2 separate regions of the Manis pentadactyla genome follow, and region 1 is linked to region 2. Evidence: chromatin contacts called from public Hi-C data. All regions are on one chromosome and are shown on one strand. Each heading gives the region's core, a stretch centred on a gene start, on an enhancer-like site or on the middle of the called end of the contact. The rest is flanking DNA. Distances are from core to core; before and after follow the strand shown.

What was found. A called contact is a pair of places that touch in the nucleus more often than the background predicts.
Region 1: a contact with region 2 is called in a Hi-C map of skin fibroblasts, with 4 times the contacts expected there. The contact joins the promoter of MPV17L2 here to the promoter of CIB3 in region 2. A contact is called at or near these places in 2 of 3 Hi-C or Micro-C datasets (fibroblasts and skin fibroblasts).

What each region holds. Positions count from the first base shown.
Region 1 is chr12:13,686,741-13,691,140 of mManPen7.hap1, forward strand. MPV17L2 (MPV17 mitochondrial inner membrane protein like 2) reads right to left here and starts at 1,352. Exons shown (of 5, transcript XM_057489429.1): 1 at 1-1,352. The coding sequence starts at 110.
Region 2 is chr12:13,451,168-13,455,357 of mManPen7.hap1, forward strand. It overlaps CIB3 (calcium and integrin binding family member 3), which reads left to right and starts at 2,452. Exons shown (of 6, transcript XM_036876159.1): 1 at 2,452-2,502; 2 at 2,726-2,760. The coding sequence starts at 2,452.

The DNA of each region.
Region 1 (4,400 bases), core at 102-2,601, 230 kb after region 2:
TCTCCCAAGACTGGCGCGCGCCGTCTCCGGCCGCCATGAGAGCGCCGCAGCTCAGCGTGTTGGTGACAAGCAGCGCACGACCTTGGAACAGCGGTTGCCCGGCGGCCCATAGGCCGCGTAGCCGGCGCCAACAGCCGGAAGCCATCGCCCGCACGGTTCCAGGAACCGGCGCCCGGAATGCCAGCCCCTTGCAGTCCTCGCCGATAGCATGTCTTCGCGAGCGACGGCAATCTTACTGGCCAATCACTGACCGCTCGACGCTCCACTTTCCCCGTCCCGAGAGTTATTAGCCAATAAAAAACCGTTATTTCATTCCAGGTCCAATTGCTGAACGAAGACACACTTTCTTCCGCGCCTTACGGACCAATCACAAATAAGTGTCGCGCCACTCCTCGCTTGCCAATTACTCACTTTCCTTGTTTCCCTGCCCCTTTCTGTGCCAGTCTATGGGTAACCGTCGCCATACTACAGGCCCAATATTGTATTGGCCAATTGCAGCCCAGCACTACGCTAGCAAATCACTGCCTGTCATCCCGCCTCCCATGTTAAGATGGCCAATCACAGACAGTTACTGCCTCTCCCGTCTAGCTGTCCTCCAAATTTCCAGGTTCTCCCAGAATTCCTAAGGGCTCTGACCTGCGTCCAGGAGCGCTACCGGGACGGAAGTCTAATCCCGCAACGACTATGTGGCGTGGGATATAGTTCTCTTGCGCGCGCAGCCTATTTTTTGAAGTCAGGTCCAGACATTGACCTTAGTCCTGACTTCAACTGGGCATATGACCTCAATTCCAGGATAACAACAGTTAAAACGTTAGGCATTGTTCCGGACACATCACCTGCAACTCCACCCGCCGAGTTGCTGCACAACTATATCCCCATTTAACCTCCTGTGTTCCTGTAGGGAAAAGGTGAGTTTCAATGGAAACCTATGCAAACGGAAACCCACAGGAGCAAGGAGTCGCAAACTACTGCACGCGGGCCAAATTCTGTTACTGCCTGTTTTTGTGAGGCCCACAAGCTAAGAATGTGTCTTATATATTTTTTTAAATGGTTAGGAAAAAATCAAAGTAATATTCTGTGATGTAAAAATTATATGAAATTCAAATTTCTGAACACATAAATCTATATTGGAACAGAGCGCTGCCCATCTGCTTCTGTATTGCCCGCTCTCTTAACTTAGATGAGTAGTTGGAAAAAAGACTAAACTATTTACTATTATGGCCCTTTCCAAAAAATATTTTTGCTGTTTGTTAGAGGACAACCTTCAGGATATTCCGATTTTGAATCTATGGGTGATATTTTATAAACTCTGTAGTTATAACTGATAACAGCAAAAAATAATTCTTGCCTACAAGACATGCAAATGAACTGTCTAGTGGAGAGACACTCCTAATTTTTGGCACCAGTTTTTATATTCATTGTCCTAATTTTCTGTTGTTTGAATTTCTTTTGAAATGGTTTTAACACCTGACCAGTTCTCCTCCTTAATAATGAGTTAAAAGTGATTTTTCACATGTGCTCATTTTTATATCTGTACGAGTGTCATGATTTTACCTTTTCTTTTGGAAAAATTATCCTTCAGCACTTCCTATTGCTGTCAGTACCACAGCTGGTATTCCAGGCACCAGATTTTACATAATCTTGGTGGGAAACCTCCAAAATGGCTAAAAGTCAAATTAATCATGTTAGGCAGGAAAATAGATAGGAGCGGGGTGGAGAGAGAATAAGGTCAGTAAAGCCCACTTAAAAGGACTCAGAACTAACCAGATAAAACTAGGGAGCCAGAAATGGCTCTCAGAGTTAATCAGTTAATCAGCTGAAGTTCCCAAGGCCAGGAGTAACTTGAAATGAATGTCTGCATACTCCCCAGATAAAGAAAAGTATCCGATGGCAGCCCATGTCTTCATTGTATCAATTAGATCATGTCAGTTGTAAAATCTATTTAGCCTGCAAAAAGATCCAGCTTATTCTTTAACTTAACCTATATGCTGTTTTTTTCCTCTTCCTCCAGCCCCTAATCTAGTAACTTTGTAACCATGGCAGGAGACAGACCTCAGAAGTCTAAATAATCTATGTGGAGAAAAAATGCTGAAGTCTCCAACTAACATAGTCACCCTATTCTTAAGACAAAACTTCAACGGAATTATGAATAACCTGTATACATCATGCCTTATGCTGACCCTTATCCAAAACGGCCCTATAAAACCCCAGACCCCAAACCCTTAAGCGTGCCTCCTTCTTTCTGAGCTTGCCTGTTGATAAAGTGAAGGTTCCTTCACTGGCCCTAATCAGCCGGCTCACTACCCACGTGTGGGCAATATGTTGTTATTGACTCTATATAAAGAGCTCCGCCCAGTGCTCTGGGAGACACCGTGGCACGGCTACAAGGCTGCAAGAGAGCAGAGGCTGGAGTGGTGGCAGGGCTGAGGACAGAGACTAAGATGGCTGCATAGGTAGACAGGCCCAGAGGCAGAGACCGGCTTGCTTCATGCAGACTCGCTCTGAGTGGATGGGATTCTAGTGACTGACCTGCCACCGTGGAAATAAAGTTGGATATAAACCTTTCACCTCAGGAACATTCTACTGAATGGTCACACTGAATCCATAGCGAACTTGCCCGGGGCTGCAACCCTTTGGCAAGACATTGCCCATACCTGCGGGCGGGAGGTGGGTGGCTGGGGGGCGGTTGAAACAGAGCCAGCGAGGAGCTCCCCAGAACTTGTAGGAGGTCGGGGCTCGCGCAGAGGGAAGGAGCGGAGCGGCGGCGGCGGGCCCCGAGGACCGCTCTGCGCGGCGGTACCAGCCCGAGAGCGCCGGGCGCAGGTGCCCGGCCCCGCGCCGCTGCCCTCATGCGGCTGGAGACGCCGCCGCCCGCAGCGCGGCCGCTCGCTGTCCGCCTCGAGGGACAAATTTTTCCCACACCCGACTCCAGCCTCGACCCAGACCGGTCGCGCGTCGCCTTCGTCGGGAGCCGTCCGCGTACAGCGAGCGCCTGTCGGGCGAGAGGACCGAGCGCAAAACACAGGCAAGGGGAAGGGCAGGAAGGGCCGGGGCTCCCGCCAGAGGCCCGCGCTCCCGGCGGGCGGCGAGGGCGCGGCGCGGCCGGGGCCCCGCCATTCTCCTCCGCGGCCGTCGCCTCTCCCTCGCCCGCTGCGCCCTGCGCTCCCGGAGCTCGGCCCTGCACCCCGGCGTCCGCCCTCCGAGGCGCCGGCCTCACCTGCGCGCCGAGCCCCACGCGGGCGCCCGCAGCCTGCACGCAGGGGGAGCGGCCCCGGCCCGCGCCCTCCGGGGGTTCCGGTCGCGCGCCGCTCGCTGGCGCGGCCTTTTCCTAGCGCCTCGCCGCCGAGCCCAGCCCGGGAGCCCGACCGGAGCGCGGGAGCGGCGGCCGGGCGCGCGGCGGTCGGGCGCCGGGAGGGCTTTGCACGGGCCCCGTCTGCCCTCTAGCGAGGGAAGCGGGAAGCGGTCTCCTCTCCGCGCGCCCGGCGTGCAGAGCGGGTGGTCGAGCGGGAGGCCCCGCGAGCAGTTTGGTGCAGCGGTGTTTGGGGGCCGAGGGGACGCGGTGTGTGCTAACGTTCACCCAACTTCAGCCCTGCGACAGGGCAACTCACATCAGCCGAGAGGGATTCCAGGGGGTCAGCGAAGCGGACGAAAACTAGCCCAGTGCCAGGAATCAGGTCTGCTCCAAATAAGAGTTCTCAAACTTCCCGCTTAGCAGTTCTGTTTTTCAGAACCTCTTTGATAAATATGGTTAATTTAAGTTCCCTAGAGATGCCAGAAAACAAAAAGTTTATCTGAATTTTTGAACCCACAGGCTTACTGGTTAATGCAATAGAATGATATGGCAATTGAGGGCCTTCTACAGAGAAATCTTGTCTTTGATTATCAGAACATGGGCATGAATGAAAATTTCACCTTAGATTTCCCTAAGAAGGGCTGATGCTTTAGACATTGTCTTGGATAGAGGATGCAACCCAAATAAACAGTTGTTTGTGAGGAAGTTAGATGTCTTTGAAAAAAAAAAAGGAAGGGTGAGAGAAGATAGAAGAGCTTTTTTTTCCTGCCTCTGCAATTCCCAGTTAACATTGATCCAGATGCTCTGAGTCACTTAGTGCCTCCCCCCAACACATTCTATATGGCACTCCTGAGGAATGAATTCAACAGCACTTGGTAATAGTGTGGCTGAAGAAGATAAGTAGAAGAATTTGCCTGTTCCTCACAAGAAGCCAACAAGATTTGCCTAGTTCTCTTATTGGCATCACTGATAGCATTTCAGAACCTGGCTTACTGGTAGACCTTAATCAGGTTTTGAGCAAAACAGAAATTGAACAGAGAGTAATTGTTTGGTCACTGACCATAGCTCAGCATGCTTTTCAAAGAAGACATAACGTAGCTGATTAGAT
Region 2 (4,190 bases), core at 1,202-3,701:
TCTGATATCCATTTAAAGAGTTGTGAGATTTAAATGCACAGAGATTATTATGTACTACTCAGGTGTATACATACAAATAAAATACAATAAATCAGATTTCCTAAAGGTGTTCATCTAGAGAGTATACTTTTCAAAATCACTTTTCAACTTAGGGTTGTCGATGTCTGTTCTTCATCACATGACATCATCCTCTGAACCATCAAGGACCCCAGGAAGGAACGTTTCTTTAAGAGAATCTACATTGTTTCCAAAGAATAGAGTAGGAAAAGGGAAAACTGTTACCTGAAGGTGGAAAAGCATGGCAAATGAAAGTCAACACTGGCTACTATGAATAAAATTCTGCTATAAACATTCATGTATAAATTTTCTGTGGACATATATTTTCAATTCTGCTTACCCAGGAGTGAAAATTGCTTGGTCATATGCGAACTCCACGTTTAACTTTTTAAAGAACTGCCAAAATGTTTTCCAAAGTGGCTGGACCATCTTATATTCCCAACAGCAGAGTATGATGGTTCCAGTATCTCCACATTCTGGCCAATATTTGTTATTGTCTTTTTTATACAGCCACCCTAGTGGGTGTGAAGTGGTATCTCCTTGTGGTTTGACTTGTATTTCCCCATCGACTGTTGATTTCAAGCATTTTTTCATTCGCTTATTGACCATTTGTATATCTTCTTTGGAGAGATGTCTGTTCAAATCCTTTACTCATTTTGTTTTGATAGACTATTTTTAGAGTAGTTTTACGTTCATAGGAAAATTATGGGGAAGGTGCAGAGATTTCCCATATACCCTCTGTCCTCATACATGCATAGTCTTCCCCATGATCAACATTCCCACCAGAGTGATCCATCTGTTACAATTGATGACTTGGTGTACAATTTCACTCTTGGTGTTGTACATTCTATGGGTTTGGGCAAATATACACTGCCGTATATCCATCATTATATTCTCACGCAGAGTATTTTCACTGCCTAAAAGCCCTCTGCTCCACCTTTTCATTCTTTCCTCCCCAAAATCTTTGCCCACTTTTTTACTTGGTTTATTTGTCTTTTTATTGTAGACTTGTAAGAGTTCTTTATATATGCTGGAGACTAGTCCCATCCCAGATATAGTATTTGCAGATATTCTCTCCATTCTGTAGGCATGTACAGGTTTTTCGTGTGTGCATAAGTTTCATTTCCCCTGGGTAAATACTCAGCAGGGGATTGCTGAGTCGTGTGGTATGTGTATGTTGAGCTTCATAAGACACTTGCAACCCATTTTCCAGAATGGCTCTACCATTCTGCACTACCACCTGCATATGAGAGTTGCAGCTGCTCCACATTCTCATCAACGCTTGGTATTTTCAGTTAAAAAAAAAAAGTCCTCAGGGGTCCTTAGAAGCCTGATAGTAGTCACAGTTTACAAGATCACACACTTGGACAGAGATGATAGCTGATAAGGTGAGGCAGCAGGGAAGGAGTATGATAGTCCAGGCCAGGGAGAGTGGGGATGAGCATGAGGGAAAGACCTAAGAGCAGTTCAGGGGGTCCTAGGGTGTGGGGCTGGAAAAGGCTGAGCAGGAGAGGAAAGTGGAAGGACAGGCAAGGCCCTGAGCAAGAAGGGCACAGAGCACCCGATAAAGGACTTTGGACTCCCAGATGTTCTGCCCCAGAGGATTCTGGGTCTTAATAAATTGGCAGCTGTTGCATTGTGTCTACCTCTTCAGGACACATGGTGCACGTTAGCATGTGAAAGGCTCTGACAAATCCTGCAATAAAGAACTCTGGAGTTATTTAACCTACTTCTGGAACTTAGACCTTGAATTGCCTTTCTCAAGCCATAACATAATCATAATCTCCAGTGCACACCTTGAGACTTCATCTAGGTTGTTCCCTAGTATGCTGCCAGTGCTTAGAACTGGCTTATATCCAACTGTCAAATATTTTTATTTTTGGTTGCATTAATGATTTCATTAGATCATTAGAACAACTCTGTAAGGGGTAGGTACTAATAGAGCATAACTTTCATCTTACAAATGAGACTCAGAGAGGTCAAATGACTTGCCTAAGGCCATACAACTAGTGGGTGAAGAACTGGTACTTGAACTGAGGTATGCTTGCAGCTTTTCCACCATGCCACCTGTCTCTGGAATGTGCTCCATACCCTCCTGCCAACACCCCCCACCAGACTCACCCGGTGGTGGGAGATGTGGTCAGCTCCTCCAGGACTTCCTTCTGCCCTTCTCCTTGCCCTGGTGGCCGTGGACATCCTCTGGCTGTTGCCCAGAGAGCTGGGCTGTAACTTGATCTCCCCCAGCCTGGGGGTGACAGTGTGGGTGGGCGGGTGACAGCCAGGGCAGGGAGATTTGCCCAGACACTAGTACACGGCAGCCTGGCAACCCACATGGTCCAGAGGAGACCAGGGGCTTCAGGAGCCTGTTCCAGAATCTTGGCAGCGGTCTTCACCATGGGCAACAAGCAGACAGTCTTCACTCATGAGCAGCTGGAAGCGTATCAGGTAGGAGTGGGGGTCTGCGCCCTTGGTGGGTTTGGCAGCCTTGGTTACCTGGCCTGAGAAATGGGGACAGCATCCCTTTGTCCTGGGCGTGCAGTCAGCAAGGGATCTTGGTGCAGCTCTGCATGCAGCACCTGGCAGAGATGGGTGTGGGGTGGGCGGGGAGAGGAAAAGGGTGCCCAAGGCAGGGTCTGGGTCTGGGTCAAGCCAAAATCTCTTTTTGCAGGACTGCACCTTCTTCACAAGGAAGGAAATCATGAGGTCAGTGTGGGGAGAGAGGGAGGAAGACACAGCAACAACTTTCTGTACCTTGCTGTAGGGTGTTTGCAATTTGACTCATTGCTTCGTGGCGGTTCAAGAGCTAATGCGAGCGTTGGCAGGCATGGTCAGTGGATGGAGGCAGACATGGGGAGGCTGAGAAGTCACATCTTGTCACATTGTCACAGCCTCTACTGATGAGCTTTCTCCCAAGGGCGATGGGGCAGTGTGCAGAGTGTGTGATGAGGGGAGAAACTGATCAGCATGTTAGAAAGATCCCCACTGTCCCCCACCCCGACCCCAAGGCCAAGGTGAAGAGGCTGCGATTGGCAGCTGGGAGCCCAGGGCCGGAGCCAGCTCTGGGCTGTGGGGCCAGCATCACGATGAGGGCGTGGGAAGGCAGCCTGAGGCTCTGCAGGCCCCTGGCATGAGCAAGACAAGCATAGATAGACGGGTATTCCACATCCCCGCCAGCCCATGGAGCCATTGTCCAGAAGCCCCCATCCGTGAACTTGGAGCTGTGAAATCCAAGCTGGCCAGGTTTCGGCTGCACAGGGATCAGGGCCAAGGCGCCATTGTCTGGGTGAGGCCAGCTCCCGGGTCACCCTGGCCATCACGATCGGATTACTGATGGGGAAACTGAGGCTCGGACAGGGGAGGCAGTCCCTGGCTCTGAAGCTGGGTGGAGCCCCAAGGAGTTTGAGGGCTGCCATTTCGTCTGTGCCAAGTTTCTAGTTCACAGACATACTAACCAAGGCTCAGAGGGGAAGAGGGCCTCGCTCGAGGCCATGCAGAAATCCTAACCCCAGGTGTTCCCTGAAGGGATTCAGATGGGGAACTGGATGCTCAGGTGTGAAATTCCAAATGCCCACTGTGCCAGTTCCTGGCCACCACGTGACCCGGGGGCTCCTGTCCCCTTCTGAAAGTCCCTAGTGCTGGGGCACCTCTGACTCCTCAAGGGTGGTCTCCACACGGCTGCTTGGCACAGCCTCAGTGATGGTGGGGCATCACCAGTGATGGCATTGGACTGGAGAGCTGGTAGTGTGGGTGGCATTTGGTGTTTTGCAAAAATGCTTTATTCACCCTTAAAAAAACTTGAGTATTAGCCTTTTGTCTTTGCTCTGCCCCATTGGGGAAACCCTGCCTCCAATTATAGAGAGAAGGAAAATGTGAGGATGGGGGTCTTTAGAGGCAGAGGCTTGCTGACAATGTGCTGATGCCCACAGATTCATGTATTAGTTCAGACACTCTGAGTGCTCGATGTGAAATGACCTTGCTGTAAACACTCTCCCTTCTGCCATCCCTATCTGCCTGGGAAGCTCCTACTCATGCTTGAAGGCCCAGCACCAATGCCCCCTCCGCCAGGAGGTCCCTTCTCCTCCCACTCGCGTCTCCCTCAGCTCTTGAGCCTTCTCTCCCTCCACCTTGGTGCT